Linked DNA regions of Macaca mulatta: region 2 is linked to region 1. A link is a contact called in public Hi-C data. All regions are on one chromosome and are shown on one strand. The core of a region is the stretch at or near the end of the contact, and the rest is flanking DNA. Distances in the headings are between cores, read along the strand shown. Region 1 holds the start of TMEM170A (transmembrane protein 170A). Region 2 has its middle 25 kb from the start of GABARAPL2.

Region 1 (4,080 bases), core at 1,178-3,677:
GTTTCCCTATGTTGCCTAGGCTGGTCCCAAACTCCTGGGCTCAAGCAATCCTCCAGCCTTGGCCTCCCAAAAGTGTTGGGTTTACAGGCATGAGCCACCTTGCTTGGCAGATTAGTGAATTGGTCACTTTTTAAAAAGATTTTAAAAGGTATGATTTATGTAGCATAAAATTCATTTATTTTAACTGTACGATTCAATGATTCTTAAAGAAGTTTTCAGGGTGGGCACGGTGGCTCACGCCTGTAGTCCCAGCACTTTGGGAGGCTGAGATGGATGGATCACTTAACGTCAGGAGTTTGAGACAAACCTGACCAATATGGTGAAGTGCCGTCTCTGCTAAAAATACAAAAATTAGCTGGGCACGGTGGCATGTGCCTGTAATCCCAGCTACTTGGGAGGCTGAGGCAGGAGAATTGCTTGAACCTGGGAGGCAAAGGTTGCAGTGAGCCAAGATTGCGTCACTCCACTCCACTACATCCTGGGCGACAGAACAAGACTCTGTCTCAAAAAAAAAATTTTTATCAGCCAGGTACGGTGGCTCACGCCTGTAATCCCAGCACTTTGGGAAGCCGAGGCAGGCGGATCGCTTGAGGTCAGGAACGAAACCAACCTGGATAACATGGCAAAACCCTGTATCTACCAAAAATACAAAAATTAGCCGGGCCTGGTGGCATGCGCCTAGAATCCCAGCTACTGGGGAGGCTGAGGCAGGAGAATCGCTGGAACCTGGGAGGCGGAGGTTGCGGTGAACTGAGATCCTGCCACTGCACTCCAGCCTGGGCAACAAAGTGAGACTCTGTCTCAAAACAAACCGATCAAACAAACAAAAACATTATTATTCGTCAGAAGCCTCTTCATCACCTGGAACCTTGTGGACATCAGTTATCCTTGGTAACTTCCCTTCCAGAACACCATTGTTATTGGCTGCTATGGTCTGAATGTGTTCCCCCAAATGCATGTCCTGAAACTTCATGGGAATGCGATAGTACTGAGAGGAGGGGCCTTTAGGAGACGATTAAGTCAGAAGAGCAGAGTCCCCATTATGGGATTAGGACTCTTATAAAAGGGATTCGGAGAGTGGCTCCCTTTTTTACCATGTGAGGACGCCTCGGCGGTGCTATCTGTGAGGAACGGGCGGTCCTCAGACATGGAACCTGCTGCGACCTTGATCTTGGACCTCCCAGCTTCCAGAACTGCAAGAACATACATTTCTGTTGTTAATAAATTGCCCAGTCTCAAGTACTTTGTTACAGCAGTGCAAACAGACGGAACATTAGCTTATTCCTTTTTACGATTTCTCTGCCTTCATGTTAACAGGCTCTCTGAAGGGAGGTGAGACAAAAATGTGTGATCCAGGAGGTCAGGAAATCGAGACCATCCTGGCTAACACGGTGAAACCCCGTCTGTACTAAAACTACAAAAAATTAGCCAGGCGTGGTGGCGGGCGCCTGTAGTCCCAGCTACTTGGGAGGCTGAGGCAGGATAATGGCGTGAACCCGGGAAGCAGAGCTTGCAGTGAGCTGAGATCCCGCCGCTGCACTTCAGCCTGGGCCACAGAGCGAGACTCTGTCTCAGAAAAAAAAAAAGAAAAACAAACAAACAAAAAAACTGTGATCCAATTTTGTTGCTCTGAACCGAATCTCTTTAAATTTTATTTTATTTAAAACTATAGAGGCTATATAGCCTCCCTCCCATTCCAGTCCAACACCAGCCTTTGCATGGGCCCTTTCTACTATCAGTTTTTTTATTTTTTATTTTTTTTGAGACGGAGTCTCGTTCTGTCACCCAGGCTGGAGTGCAGTGGCCGGATCTCAGCTCACTGCAAGCTCCGCCTCCCGGGTTCACGCCATTCTCCTGCCTCAGCCTCCCGAGTAGCTGGGACTACAGGCGCCCGCCACCTCGCCCGGCTAGTTTTTTGTATTTTTTAGTAGAGACGGGGTTTCACCGTGTTAACCAGGATGGTCTCGATCTCCCGACCTCGTGATCCGCCCGTCTCGGCCTCCCAAAGTGCTGGGATTACAGGCTTGAGCCACCGCGCCCGGCCCTACTATCAGTTTTAAATAGAGAACGTTCTTGTTCTGTTCATGAAGGTTTCATAAATGCTGGAGTTCAGTCATAACTAGAACTTAACATATCCGTTCCATCACTGTATTTTTCCAGATCCCTGGTAAATCCATATCTCGGGTCTCGTGGGGCGCATGCAATTCCATACTTTGTCACAGGGGGCGCTGCGGAGAAGGGCAGAGCTGTGCGCGCGGTCCCAGAGAGCGCCGTCCAGGAGGGGGCGCGTCCGTGGGGCTGGATCTGTGCGAGCCCTGCGCAACGTTGGGGGCGGGAACAACCCTGGCCCTGCGCCCGCGCGCTGCGGAGCCTCGTGATTGGAGGAGGCAACGGTCACTTGGCAGCGCCGTTGGGATTGGGGGAAGAGGGCCCCGGCTGGAGGTGACGCTGAGACGGCGAGGGTGAGTGGGGGCCGGCCGCTGCCGCACTTCGGGCGCTCATCCCTCATTTCTCTGTGGTGAATGGCGACGGGATGGAGCGCGAGGGCAGCGGCGGCAGCGGCGGGTCGGCCGGGCTCCTGCAGCAGATCCTGAGCCTGAAGGTTGTGCCGCGGGTGGGCAACGGGACCCTGTGCCCCAACTCTACTTCCCTCTGCTCCTTCCCAGGTACGGCCCGCCCCGCGCCTGCGCACTGCGCGCCCCGCCGTCGCCTCGGCAAGGCTGTGGGCGCCCCGAGTCTGGGCGGGGTCCCTGGTGCGCCGCTGATCTGCTGGGTGGGCGCTGTCCTCCTGGAGTTGGGTCCTGCTCCTTGTCCGGAGCCCCTTTCCCCGTCACTTCCTCGCCAGTCCCTGAGGCCGGGCCCCGGAGTCCCGCTGGGCGTGAGGTGCAGGGAACGGCCGCAGGTGGGCCCGGGACTGGAGGGCGCCCGGCCGCCACCCGAGCGTCTCAGGTTCAGAGCTGCACCCCACGAGCCCGGGAGGCGGTGATTCCTGCCCTGCCTGGGTTGCCGCACGGCGCCCGGCCTCCTTCGAGGTGCCTCGGAGCGGCCCGGCCCGGCTCGGCTGAGGGGTCAGAGTTCGCGCTCCCCTTGCCTTCGCTGATCGCTGGCGCCTCGGGCCAAATCCACCCGCTCCGAGACCCGCTCCGCTTTCTAGGAATCTCCCAGACCTGGTGCCACCTGTTGCCGGTTCTCCCACTAAGCCTTCCAGATCTTTGGCACAGCTTCCTTTGAACTCTTCCTCCCCGCTGCGGCGTGAGGTGGGCCTGCTAGGAGGGTTGCTCAGATTTCTGACGCCTGGAAGAAGTCTCCGTGCGCGGAAAGCTGGAGGGAGGAGAGAAGACTTCACCTGGGAAGGAGGAGAAAGGTTTTGAGGGGAGGCACAGTTATTTATGTAGACCTTGAAAGGCAAGAAGACTGGGGCCCCTGGCCCTGGAAGGGGAGGTGGGGCTCCCAGTAGAGGGCACTGAGATCTTCATAAACAATGAGGGACCAGAGCAGAGGGAAGGAGGACGAGATTCCAGCCTCTAGTTCCAAACAAGGCACCTGTGATTTCTCCTCCCCTGGGCAGCGACTGCCAGGCGCCTTTCAGCGCACACCTGGGACTTGCAGTGTTATAATGTGCCCAGGGATTTTCCTGGAGGGATTGTGAAGTAGCAGGTAAAGGTCATCAGGCAGGTTGGGGTCAGATGCAGATGTTCGCTTGTGGTCATGCCTGAAATGAGAGTCTGGCAGCTCACGTCATTTCAGAAGGTGCTGGGATCCCTTTAGACAGTGATATCAAAAAATTGAGGGTATTCTGGGGACGCTGTGTGAAAAATGAAATGTTCTTGCAATCTGGAGGCACTACTGGGACCAGATTAATTTTTGTTTCCTTAATTTTCCCCTTTCCTGAAACATTTCGAGCCTGCCGAACAGTTGAGAAAACAGTACAACAAATACCCATGTACCCTTTACCTAGATTCAGTAATGTTTTGGTTTTTCGGGTTTCTCTTTCCATATATATCTAATCATATGTATTACCTATAACACTTAGATGTATGTCACATGTCCCATTTAAACTCGAGTTATTCAATAGGAAGT
Region 2 (4,080 bases), core at 420-2,919, 140 kb before region 1:
GGAAATAACAAGGCTCTTACTCCACTTGATCCCCTCATTCCCTCTGCCTCCGCACTGACCCTGGGCTTCCCAGTGTGGCTCCCTGTGGCATGCCATACCCCTTTTGGAATCTGTAAGTCTAACAAGCTTTCTTGTCAATGGCAGTCACCTGATCTGTTGCCCTCATCATACCTGAATAATAATAAAACCTATATTTTATATTTTTTATCTTATTTTTTAGAGACGGGTGTCTTGCTCTGTTGCCCAGGCTAGTTTCAAATGCTTGAGCTCAAATGATCTTCCCACCTTGGCCTCCCACAGTGCTGGGATTAGAGGCATGAGCCACCATGTCAGGCCACCTAAAACCTATATTTTAAAACACTCCCCAGTGGTGTCACACAGACAGCACTTAATCCTCCCAGCAATGATGTATGGCAGTATGTGCCAGGTGTTGCCAATTATAGAAGCTCGTTGAGCCTTGGATGCTGCTAACATCGCATGATGCACAGGACAACTGCCCTGTCCCCACCCCCACTCCCCGCAAAGAATTATCTGGCTTAAAACGTCAGTCATGCTGAGGTTAAGAAACCCTGCTTCTAACAATTGTGTTTTAAAGTCACTTGAAATAGTTCCTCTCTAGTTATTGCTCCAAATCTGTACATAATTTTACTTTACTTTCAGTTTTTAGGGATGCCTTAAAAATTATGTAAAATGTTTGTATGATTCCAAAGTTGAAACTAGTTTGTTTTTGTTTTTTAAAAAAATAGAGATGGGGTCTCACTGTGTTGGCCAGGTTGGTCTTTAATTCCTGGCCTCAAACAATCCTCCCATCTTGGCCTCCCAGAGTGCTAGGATTACAGGCATGAGCCACCATGCCTGGCTAGAACTAGTTTTCTTTGAAGAAAGGTATATTCAGATGTCTTTCATCCTTGTCTCCTCCCTGGTTTTTTCCTTCCCTCTAACAGTAGCCATTTTTATTAGTTGTTGGCATATCATATATGCGACAATTTGTATTTTTGCCACTGTATCTTTTGGATAGTCTTAGAAGTGGGATTGTTTGGTCAAAGATTAAATAAACATATAATTTGCTTGATTTAAATATATCTTCTAAGTTCTGTTTCTAAATACAGTGAATCCAAAGAAAGCAAAGCACAGAACACCATTACAACATGCCATTTCTATTAAAAAAGCATGAAAGAGGCCGAGTGCAGTGGCTCACGCCTATAATCCCAGCACTTTGGGAGGCTGAGGCAGGTGGATCACCCGAGGTTGAGAGTTCAAGACCAGCCTGACCAACATGGAGAAACCTCGTCTCTACTAAAAATACAAAATTAGCCGGGCATAGTGGCGCATGCTTGTAATCCCAGCTACTCGGGAGGCTGAAAAAAAAAAGCATGAAAGATAGGTAACTGTTTAGCTTGTATATACTAAAGTATCTATGAATCTACTTACAAGAAACCAATCATCAAACAGGACAAAGGATGGCCAGGGTCCAAGGTGTGGGAGGGAGACTTTTAACTTTATACCCTTTTAAAATGTTGAACCATGTTAATATATGCCTATTTTTTAAATAAATTTTTTAAATGAAATAAAAATTAATGGAAAAAGGTTTCTCTATTTTAAACTGCATTAACGCCAGAAAACACATAGAGGCGATGTTGTATAGGGAAGAGGAATCTCACAAGCTGCTTTAGGCAGCTTAATTCCACAGAATTACTGTCTTGTGGAATTTGGCTCTTTCAGGGAGGTTTACACTTCGAGCCTTGCTGTTTATTCTGTGTCCATAAGTGGGTTCTAGTGTTACGACTGTGTTGCATAATTTGTATTTTCTTAATAATTTTCAAAAATTGGCTTGATTTAAATAATTGTGTGTATAGATTTCATGTAGTCATTTCTGCATAGGGTTAAATGCCTTGTTTTATGGAGTTGATCAGCGCCAAGCATGAGCTCACTGTCTGGGGAAACGAGGCTGCTATGGAGATAATGACCGACCCTGGCTGCCAGTGCCTCTGGTCGGAAGAAATGCAAGCCCTGTCTGATTTGGTAGTGTCTGTGGCTGGGGGAAAGCTGCCTCCACCTGGACCTTGGCAAGACTTTTTGGATTTAAGACAGTGTTCTGAGCAAGCCTTAGCCAAAAATTTCCAGCTCCTAAAACCCATGTCCCTTCCTGGCTAGTTAAATGGCTTAGGACAGTGTTATCTTTTCAACTGCCACTGCCTCCTGAGATGGTGTCTGGGAAAGCCAGAGGAGCTGTTAAAATGGATCCCACCGCAACAGAAAAGCTATTGAAACCAGGAGACAGCTTCCAACTGGAAAAATACTTAGTATATAAGTGCTTACTTTCCAGAGCTCGAGCAGCTCTTCCCATAGGCAGTTATCCTGAAGGAATGGTTAGATACAGAAACAGCCAAGGAGACAGATATTTCAGACAAAGCACATTTATTTTCCAGAAAGAGTAGTTTTTTTAATACCCCATATTGAAGAATTGTTGACCTTCACGTCCTATAAACATGAATCCTTTTAAACCTAAACGTGTCTGTATTGGGGCTGAGACTAACTTGCTGTAACACCGTCCAGATGAATCCAAAACAAATCTTTATACCTGTGGTCCAAAAGTGGTAGGGAAATTCTGTAAAGACTTAAGGGCTTCAGGCAAAGTTGTTTGAATTCAGTTTTTATTTCTTAAAACTGGGGATCCAAAATGAATCAAAAGGGACAAATATCATGAGTGGTGACTGCCTGATGTGGTGGGGGGTGGGGAGCAGGCAGTCGAGTAGAAAGAGGCCTCTGGAGGATGGAAACGTCCTGTGTTTTGATTGGAGCGTTGATTATACTGGTGTAAACATTTGTCCACGTTAAGTCTACACGTTAATATTCATGTACTTTACATAATTATACCTCAATTTTAAAATGCAAAAAAACAAAAACATGGTCCTTACTACTTGGTGTAGTAGAATAAAACTGGACCTAGATACTCAAGCAGTTGTGTCCTAGTACCAGTTCTGCCACTAACTTCTATGTGGATGTGGGGAAAGTATTTAACCTCTGCTTATAACTTCTTATCTGTCCTACAAAATTAGATCGTCGCATTTAGGATGCTCAGTGTTTTTCAACTGTTAGGTAGGATTCTCATAAAAATTATTAATTGGATAGATAATACAAAGAAAAATTTTCTCTAGGAAACTGCCCACTGATGCTGTGACTACATATGGCCTCAGTCATGTTGGTGACAAGGGAAGGATGGAAATAACTCTTTTTTTTTAGACAGAGTTTCATTCTTGTTGCCCAGGCTGGAGCACAACGGTGCGATCTGGGCTTACCGCAACCTCCACCTCCCGGGTTCAAGCGATTCTCCTGCCTCAGCCTCCCGAGTAGCCGGGATTACAGGCATGTGCCTAATTTTGTATTTTTAGTAGAGATGGGGTTTCTCCATGAAGGTCAGGCTGGTCTCGAACTCTCGACCTCAGGTGATCCTCCCGCCTCTGCCTGCCAGAGTGCTGGGATTAGAGGCATGAGCCACCATGCCAGCCTGAAAATAACTCTCGTCTCAATCTACTAACCTGGGCTCTGAATTTGGGTATGGATGTTTTGCCCCTCATTCCTATGAGCCAGTAGGGTTAGGAATCAGCTTTTAGAACAAGCCTGTCCAGCACTGCTTTTCAGTGACCAGATGCAGGAAAATGTCTCTGTAGGAGGAAAGGGAGTGGCAGAAAGTCACTCCAAGTGGGACCCAGGCTGCCAAATGTTGGTCTCCAGCACATGTTCCCTGTACTTTGGGCTCAGCTCCCGAAGGGGAAGAGCTCACAATGGAAACAGTGATGGCCATTTGCTCAGGCAGCCAAGAGAATGAAAAGCACATTGAAACTAAGCAGTGTCTCCACGGGGAGGTACGGTGGGCCCCTTGCGGGTGAAACCAACCTGACAACAGAGCAGGATCACAGAGCCCATTCCCAGCATCTTTCTTCAGTTCAACAACAAGACCTTTCTGTGCAACCTCTCAAGAAAGCTCTGGGAAATGATACTGTGGGCAGTATTACTAAGCTTTACCCAACAATGGAGGCACGCTCAGTCCAGTTCACCCGTTTGCTCTGAATTCGATTT

Evidence for each region. A called contact is a pair of places that touch in the nucleus more often than the background predicts.
Region 2: a Hi-C map of fetal cortical plate shows a contact between it and region 1, with 2.2 times the contacts expected there. The contact joins the enhancer-like site here to the promoter of TMEM170A in region 1. A contact is called at or near these places in 4 of 14 Hi-C or Micro-C datasets (cortical neurons, fetal cortex germinal zone, fetal cortical plate and 1 more).

Annotation. Positions count from the first base shown.
Region 1 is chr20:70,808,514-70,812,593 of T2T-MMU8v2.0, reverse strand. TMEM170A (transmembrane protein 170A) reads left to right here and starts at 2,427. Exons shown (of 3, transcript NM_001194844.1): 1 at 2,427-2,666. The coding sequence starts at 2,534.
Region 2 is chr20:70,943,375-70,947,454 of T2T-MMU8v2.0, reverse strand. It overlaps a transcript of ADAT1 not described here. Among named protein-coding and RNA genes, the nearest start is that of GABARAPL2, 25 kb to the right of the region's middle. Within about 2 kb of position 1,669, at least 10 of the 40 cell types and tissues checked have an H3K27ac peak or open chromatin away from gene starts, as enhancers often do. A contact at or near this core is called in fetal cortex germinal zone and fetal cortical plate, where this site is marked.